Regions from separate parts of the Drosophila melanogaster genome. Here region 1 is linked to region 2. A link is a contact called in public Hi-C data. All regions are on one chromosome and are shown on one strand. Each heading gives the region's core, a stretch centred on a gene start, on an enhancer-like site or on the middle of the called end of the contact. The rest is flanking DNA. Distances are from core to core; before and after follow the strand shown. Region 1 holds the start of Pdfr (Pigment-dispersing factor receptor). Region 2 holds the start of Vml (Vitelline membrane-like).

Region 1 (4,363 bases), core at 393-2,892, 280 kb after region 2:
AGTCAATTTAACGCTTCATTTGCACAAGTTTTTCTTCGTATTTTCGTTATTTTTCGTTCCTTTTATTCTCCCTTTCAAATGGACAAAAAGGAAAGCATTCAAGGCAAACAAAACGTGCAAGAACAAGAGGGCAGGGAACCGAAATAGGGGCATTCTATTCTACCCGCCACCACCTGCGGCACTCCTGCCCGGAAAATCCACCTGCAAAATTCCACTCGTACAGGTGACGACGAGTGGCACTTAAGAATTAAAATCAGCATACATTTAGTCGAAATGGGAAATGCTGCACTTTTTTTTAGCAATCCTGCGACATCTGGAAAGTATATACATATATATATATATATATAGTATATAATAATGTAACAATTAATTTTTGCCAGTGTGCGATGAAGATGATAACTGCGTTGACAGGCCAGAGAAAGACAAGAGATTCTGATTATTATAATGCACGCAAGCGATTTGCTCCATTCAAAATAACAACAACGTTACTTTAGTTTTCCAGTCGACTGGCGAGGGGCAGGGCGACGCAAGTGGGCGGATGTCATCATGCGCTGCGCTTTTGCCTTTTGTTTTTTGTGCGACCCCCCCCCCCCCACACACACTCCTCTCCCCCATCACACCAACCAACAGTACTTGCATTTTCTGCGTCTTGGCGGCGCGAATCCATCATCAAGATTGCAAAAATTACGCAAAATCGCACTAAATGTCAAATGAAGTTGCCTCATTTCGTTTCCATCAAATCGGATAGAGAATAGAACACGGATTTATGAAATTCTTAAATAGTTACTAAGACCGCAGTGACCGTAGGGTATTTTCAAGTTATGCTTTCCATCGCCCAAGATCGCGGCAATTTTCCTTTGACATTTTTCCATTTCCCCTTATTTAATTTTTACGCTTCGCTCTTCTCATTTGCCTTAATTTATGCCTTCGCATACAGCGGAATTCAGGGGAACACAAGTTGCAGTGGCAATGCCGCTTTATTCCAACCCCCTGCCAGCCCCCCTTTGATACATATACTTAGTATTATATATATATATTCCATAATTTGATACTATGTTGTTGCGGCGACTTTGTGTCGGTTTACATATTTTTTGCGGCTTTTGTTTTCGCTTCGAATTGGTTGCACATCACAAAAAGCAATGGCAGTTGCCGTTCCCTTTGTACTTGCCACCTGTTGCCGTTGATTTTTGTACAAATATTTTTGCCACATGCTCGCAGTGGTTGATGCATACCTTCTAGTTGCATCCTTAATCATTACTATTATGGCTCTACCAGTTACTTTTGTGCCAATGGAAACACCTTTTCATCCTGCCTCCATTTGTGGCAGAAGTGCGGGGACGGGCTTTCTTCTCCACGTGCTCCATGTTGCACATTTGAATTTTTAATTTATATGGCACTTGCAGGCGTTGCCGCTGTTGTTTTAAATTCAACATTTGTTGCATCTTTTGTGCTCATTAGCATTGTGTTCCCCTTGCTATTTTTCATACTCTTCCTTATGATCCACATGCATGTGTGTAGCAAATAGCAATAGCCTATAGCTTATAGCTTATAGCTTATAGCTTATAGCTATAGCTCATTTAATATAGTAAATAGCAGTGGCTGATACTCGAGACAAGTTGCAGTCAGTTCCGATTGCGCCCCCAGTCGCCGGTTGCCCGTCAACGCCGCTTGATCGTCGGACGTGCCAAGTTCATTCCGTAAATCCCATTCCGTAAGATTACCGTTTGGCGGGCAAGCGGTAAAGATTAGACGCCTAATCGGAATCGCTTAGATGCCGAAGTTCAGGGACAGTTCACAAGCGCCTGCTATTATTGTTTCGCCCGGCAGCCGAAACATTTAATTGCATTCAACAAGAATGCTGCCGCAGAAAACAAACTTCATCTGGTCGGGGCAAACACAAACATCTGCTGGACCTTCGAGTGCTGTTGCCTGATTTATGAATTCTGCACATTTTTTGTTTGGCCCAAACAAACACCAGTGTTCCATATGCGTGTGTGTGTGTGTGTGTGTGTGTGGCATTTGATTTATGAACGTGTGCAGCACAAGCGTTGCATTTGACCGCATTACATGCAAAATGGGTCAGTCAGTCAGTCAGTCAGTCAGTCAGTCAGTCAGTCAACTAGTCAGTCAGTCAGTCACATAGCCAGTAGTCATTCATCCCACTAGTCAGTGACTATAATTAAACATAGGCCGACCGATGCTGGCACAGTTTTGCCCACAATTTTTCTCCAGCTTTTTGTGCATCTTTTCGTTTGTCCAGTGCAAATTGAAAAGCCAGTGTTCGGGCAGCCATTGCAGGAGTCGCAGCCAGATTACCCTGTAAATAGCTACGGATGCAATTCACATGAACGCGACTAGCCGACTAGTTTAGCCCACACTCGCAACAAACGATTGAGAAGCGAATCAAAACGTGACTAGGCCAATGTTGACGTCGTTGCTGCTGCTGCTGCTGTGCCGCTAATGTCGCTGATGCTGCTGCGTGCCTGCAACAGTTGCTGCCGCGGCGCGTTGACGTGGGCGCATCGTTTCGCATCGCTTTTTGCTTGTGACAGCGTTTCGAGGCGCACATATGCCTATATATAGCCCGTCATATGGGGCGCCTTGCCCGAGCTGGTCACGTGCTACGCCGGAGGCATCAGTTGCATGCAGCGTTTAGCTGGTTGCAGCTGCAGTCACAGTCGTGGTACAGCAGCAGCCAAGGATGCAACACTGAACACCAGACAGGTGCCACTATTTCGAGCGCAACTGTATGTTGCCTACTTCGTAGCGCGTTGCATTCGTAGTGGCCTGCACTTTGGCGCCTAATCTAAATCCATTTTACTGAAGGCGTCGAGGTCATAAATCCTCCTGCAGCAGGGCATCCATCATTCATCGTTGTCACACTCGTTTTGCCACGTCAATCATCATTACGGAGCTGAAATTGTCACGCGAATTCGAAATGCACAGACAACCAGGCCAAAATGAATGCAATGAATGAATACGTCGCAATTGTGGCTATAGTTTCATAGTTTAACAGACATCAGGAAGTAATTAATTTGCTCTCGGCAATTAAAATTTCATATAAATAGGTTACGCCCAGATTTGACAATGTTTTCGCCTCAGTTTTTCAATTTGATAGTTTGTTTTTGGTACTTGGGAATGCGTGTTGTAAGAACCGGAAGTGTCGCTTTCTCCGGCATCTTGTCGTTATTATTTGGTGTATTACTTTTGGGTGTGTTCATTGCCGGCAGCAGAGATTTATGCTCACTCTTTTTTCACGGCCAGGCAGCAAAGGCGGCAAAAGTGGGAAAGCGGCAAAAGCGGCAAAAGCGACAGAGGCAGCAGTGACAGTAAACAGTAAACAAACAGGCAAACAAACAACAGTGAAACTTGCAGTGCAAAAAGAGAGGAAAGAGCGAAAGATTTCCCGATTTTCCCTGCAGTTGCACACACACTGAGTAAATGACCGAGAGCCGAGCAACGTTCGTGCATTGGCTTTTCCGCTCGGCTTTTTCCGCTTTTCCGTTAAGGATAAGTTGCTCGGCTGCTAGCGAGATTCTGTCATAACGGCTTCGGCACTCGTGGCGTTCGTTTCGCTTTTCCAGCAAAAAAAAAAAATTGGCATAGGCAATTGCCCAATTGATTTCAACCCGCTTTCGAAAACGTTTTTCAAGTTCATACTCCCAAATTTTTTTTTTTTTTGCTGTGCTTCCAACGCGAGTTTGAAGAAAAAAATAACAAAAAAAAAACAAATAAATATCAAAAACAAAACAAAGATTTAAAAACTCGAAAACGCCGAGAATCGAGTCCCCGGAACCCAAAAAAAAAAGAAAAGAAAAAACCACCAGCAGCAGTAGCAGCAGCGAAACCGGCGGGTGAGTGTTAATTGGTTAACAAACACGCTTTCAGCGGGTTAAATGCCATTTGGTGATAAAAAAAAAAAAAAAAAACAAAAAGACTTCTTCTATTTGTGCGCTGTTTGCCGGCCTTTTTGTATTCATTCATTATTTGAGCGGATTGTTTGTTTGCTTTAATCTTGGCCCAACGGCTTCATTACGAACTCACAAAGCCAAATGATATAATTATGGAAAATTATCATATCAGTTGGGCGGGCGGTGTGGCATCCGACTATTTAATTATTTATTACCAATATTAGCAAAGTCTATAAACCAAAATAAATGTGAAATAAATATAATAGAACGCACAGGCAGGTTGAAATCTAGCATATTTTCCAGCAACTTTGTAACTAATTTATTTTAAGGTTCAAATTAAAAACAACAACAGTACACTTACAACGAAAACAAAGTTCAAAACTCATAAAACTTCTTGGTTTAATGAGCTCTTATTCATCTCAAAAGTCATAGTACCATAGTACTTTTGCAAT
Region 2 (4,590 bases), core at 1,740-4,239:
ACATAGAACTCAAAATCGTCGGTGTGCTTGTTGAAGGTAATGACCTTCTTTTGGGGATAGGGGTTCATTAGGGCAAACAGGGCACGTTTCACCTGCTTTACGGCAGCACCATCGCCTGGATCCCGTTCGAAGGACACTTGCAGGGGGAACAGCGTGGCATCCTTGACCACAAACTTCTTCACTTTGAAGCCGGCCGATAAGTCGGCTGCCTTATAAACTGCACCCATAGTGGCGGATTCATCGGCATTCAGATTTTTACCCAGCTCCTGTTTAATGACAGCTTTGATGGTTTCCTGCACACGTGGAACTCGGGTGCCGCCTCCGAACAAAATCACCTGGTTGATCACGTCCAGACTGAGGTGCGACGAGGCCAATGCTTCTTCCAATGGTTTTGTGGCCCTGGGCCAAAGATCCTCGCAGAGTTGCTCCAGCTTCTCACGAGTGACGGGCAATTTAAAGTCAATGTCCTCTATCAGGTTTTCGATTTGAGCGAAGAACTCCGTATTGGCGGACAGGACATTCTTTAGTCGTCCTGCTTCCTTGAAAAGTTTGGCCAGTGCTCGGGGACTGGTGGTCACATCGGTTTTAGTCTTCTTTAGGGCATTAAACTCCTGCGCCAGATAATCACGCAATCTTAGTTGAATCTCCAGGCCTCCCAGAGTGCGATCATAACCAACGCCAAGGACCTGCACCACCGGGTTGATCTCCCTGGTTTGTTTATCCTTCACCAACTGATAGCTGACCACAGCGGCTGAGGTTTTGTAGGCGCCCATATCGTAGAAGAGGAAATACTGGGCCGTTTCGTTGATTTCGCCGCGATGGAAGACGCCGTAGTTTAGAGCCACCGCCGCATAGTCGTTGATTAGCTGGAGTACCTTAAGATTGGCCAACTGGGCGGCGGACAAGAGAGCTTCCCTTTCGGCTTGGCCAAAGTAACCGGGCACGGTTAGGACGCACTCGGTTATTGGCTGCTGTACGGATTCCTGGGCGAACTGCTTGGCCTTGACCAGCAATTGAGCAACCAGTTCCTCCACGGAGAATTCATCGGTGTCGCTTTTGCGGAAGACCACGGTGTTGCGCTCCGGATCACCCACAATGTTGTAGTATGGGAAGCGTTTCCTAAAAGCGATTGATTTAGAGATAAGTCGATGGGACGCAACAATGACGTGGCCCAAAGCAAACCAACCACTTACCTATACAAATCCACAATGGGATTATCGATGGTCTTGCCCAGCAAATCCAGAAGATAGCCATAGGCCGAGTTGGGATCCTTGATACCAATTGTTTGTGCATCCTCGCCAATGGTTCGCGTTCCATCGCGGAAGGCTAGGATCGCGGGCGTCTTGCGCTTGGACTCGCGATTCAGGGCGATTTCCATAGGCACTCCAGGCGACACAACGCCCACTTTCATCCACTCGCTGCCCAGATCCACGGACATCACGGCGGCTCCCTGGGAAAGGGCAATCCCCGCCAGCAGGGCGCTCAAAAGGAGCACGAGTTTCATGGTCTGTGCGGTTGAAAGGTGTTCAAATTAAAGCATTGTGCACAGGATTAGATACCCCATTAAGTACTCCATATGTATTTACCCTCTGCATTGTAAGATCTTTCTAGAAAGACCAACGATTTAACTTAAAAGGCTAACATTATACAAAAATTCACCAACTACTTTTACCTATATTTCTTAGCTGCATTAATAACACAAGAATTAGTTGGGTTTTCAACAGTTTTAACAGATAATTTGTGGGACGAAAAGTACGTCTGGCTTATGCGAGGAAACCTGTGTTCATGTGGCAGCGGAAATAGTGTTTAACTCGTACATAGATCTATATAGTTTACCGGTGAAATTACTGGGGAGAAATGGCTTTTAAAAAGTCTTCACGGAAAATCAGTGAAGAGAGCATTAACCTTTTACTTCCACAATTCTTCCGCGATTCTTTCACTTCTTTTTTTTTGCAACGCAAGCAGCTGTCTGCGCCCCGTCACCCTCCCTCTGCCTATCCTAACTCTTCCATCCTTCCAGCCAAGTACCGCTTTCCACTTACGTGTCCCGTTTCGTTCGTCGCTTCCAGCTGTCCTTTGCCACTCGCACTCTCCAATCGACTTTTATTCAGAAGTCACCTATTTATTAATTATTCAATTCACAACGTCGACTGCTATTCGAGTTGTTAAGTAAAAAACAGAGTCGCCGCGATTAAGAAGAACAAGCAGCGGCACACGAAGAAGAAGAGGAAAACGTTGACGTGTTGATTCGACCGGGCGATAGCAATCGATAAAACAATCGAGAGACTGTCACTTGGGAAGGCAGGCGCTGCCACATCGCACTGAAGTGACCGCCACAATTTAAATACTTATTGTGTGCAATTAAATTCTTTTTGTACAAAATTTCGTGATTAATTGCAAAACACCAAATGAAAACCATACACTAAATGATTATGACCCTTACTTGGTTTAAGGTCAATGTAAGAGCAGGAAGATTTTTCCTACTCATTGAAAATCTGAAGTTATAACATATGTAGTTGGCAATTCCAAGTTTTTTTCTTTCAGGCAGCAAGTCAACCCACATATTGATAGCTCAGCATTCCCGCGATGACCGAATTTTTGAACGAAAGTGCTGACACGTTATTAAACTATACTTTGTATACTCTTTTTCTTGAGATTATTGACACGATGAGTAAGTTATATTACAATTCGATAGAATAAAAATTAACTAAAATTAAATCACCTAACACGCTTAACGTTAAATTTGTTGTAATGCGAATTGTCCTGAAAAAATTACAAAACCCAAACTAGATAACAATTCTTTTTTTCAACAATTATCTTTAAATTAAAATTGAATAGGTTCCAACTTCCAAACGTATAGGGTATTGAAAGAGTTAAATTAAGTTTTCTGCTCGCATCGCCAACTCACCTATTCACGTTAAAAAGAAATAGGTGACTGGAAAACGATCGAATCTAGCGAATTTAAATGGAATCGCTTCAAATGCAGAATAGCACAAAGTGAACCCACCGAGTATCCAAGCACAGCAGACTGCAATTGGGCAATATTCTTGGTGAATTTGTAAATTTCGCTGATCTGTTTTTCTCTTGGCCATATAAAACCCGTCCCGTTTCAAAAAACCATAGTCTTAATTCTGTGAGCTATGTGTGGACGACGACTGCTGTTCTTGGCGGCCTTTGGCTGCCTTTTGGCCAACGCGTTTTCGCTTCCGGCGACCAGGAATGAGGAGTTCGACGACGGTTTCCCCGAATCCGAGTTCGACTACGAGGAGAGGCACACTAGGGAAATTCCGGCACAGGCCTATGCCCCACCGATCGTTTACAATTCGCAGTCAAGCTACTCGCCGGCGAAGGACCAAGGATATTCTGCTCCTGCCGCCCCGGTTTATTCGCCTGCCGCACCATCGTATTCAGCGCCTGCTGCTCCGTCGTATTCGGCACCCGCTGCACCCAGCTATTCAGCACCAGCAGCACCCAGCTATTCAGCACCTGCTGCTCCATCGTATTCAGCGCCTGCAGCACCCAGCTATTCAGCACCTGCATCCTCCAGCTATTCAGCGCCTGCTGCTCCGTCGTATTCGGCACCCGCTGCACCCAGCTATTCAGCGCCTGCAGCACCCAGCTATTCAGCACCTGCATCCTCCAGCTATTCAGCGCCTGCTGCTCCGTCGTATTCGGCACCCGCTGCACCCAGCTACTCAGCGCCTGCGGCACCCAGCTATTCAGCACCAGCAGCACCCAGCTATTCAGCACCTGCTGCTCCATCGTATTCAGCACCCGCAGCACCCAGCTACTCTGCGCCTTCTGCCCCATCGTATTCAGCGCAAAAGACATCCTCGTACTCGGCTCCTGCCGCCCCAAGCTACCATGCTCCGGCAGCTCCAGCATCGTCGTATTCAGCACCGGCTGGTCCTTCATATTCGGCTCCTGCTGCACCCTCATATTCAGCTCCATCTTACTCAGCGCCTGCCTCAAGTTATTCGGCACTCAAGGCTCCATCTTATTCAGCTCCAGCCGCTCCATCTTACTCCGCACCTGCAGCTCCCTCATATTCCTCTTCTGCTTCTCCTTCATATTCATCGCCTGCATCGTCATCTTATTCAGCGCCAGCTGCTCCGACTTACTCAGCCCCTAAGGCTCAGTCGTACTCCGCTCCAGCCGCTCCATCTTACTCAGCTCCTGCTGCTCCATCTTACTCAGCTCCTGCATCTTCATCTTATTCGGCACCTGCTGCTCCATCTTACTCAGCTCCGGCTGCTCCATCTTACTCAGCTCCTGCTGCTCCATCTTACTCAGCTCCAGCATCTTCATCTTATTCGGCACCTGCTGCTCCATCTTACTCAGCTCCTGCTGCTCCATCTTACTCAGCTCCTGCATCTTCATCTTATTCGGCACCTGCTGCTCCATCTTACTCAGCTCCGGCTGCTCCATCTTACTCAGCTCCTGCTGCTCCATCTTACTCAGCTCCTGCCGCTCCATCGTATTCAGCACCTGCATCATCTGGATATTCAGCAGCGCGAGCGTATTCAGCGGGCTCTGCAGCACCAGCTTCTGGCTATTCAGCGCCAAAGACTTCTTCCGGTTACTCAGCGC

What was found. Hi-C and Micro-C count contacts between places; a contact is called where the count stands out from the background.
Region 1: a Hi-C map of the Kc167 cell line shows a contact between it and region 2, with 6 times the contacts expected there. The contact joins the promoter of Pdfr here to the promoter of Vml in region 2. A contact is called at or near these places in 4 of 107 Hi-C or Micro-C datasets (the Kc167 cell line and the S2 cell line) and 1 of 6 datasets of contacts at active chromatin or transcription factors (the Kc167 cell line).

Annotation. Positions count from the first base shown.
Region 1 is chrX:2,550,564-2,554,926 of dm6, forward strand. It overlaps Pdfr (Pigment-dispersing factor receptor), which reads left to right and starts at 1,643. Exons shown (of 11, transcript NM_001297898.1): 1 at 1,643-1,711; 2 at 3,701-3,854.
Region 2 is chrX:2,272,833-2,277,422 of dm6, forward strand. Vml (Vitelline membrane-like) reads left to right here and starts at 2,990. Exons shown (of 1, transcript NM_001316644.1): 1 at 2,990-4,590. The coding sequence starts at 3,141. It overlaps Grp170 (Grp170 co-chaperone), which reads right to left and starts at 2,236. Exons shown (of 3, transcript NM_130639.4): 1 at 2,043-2,236; 2 at 1,194-1,507; 3 at 1-1,119. The coding sequence starts at 1,504.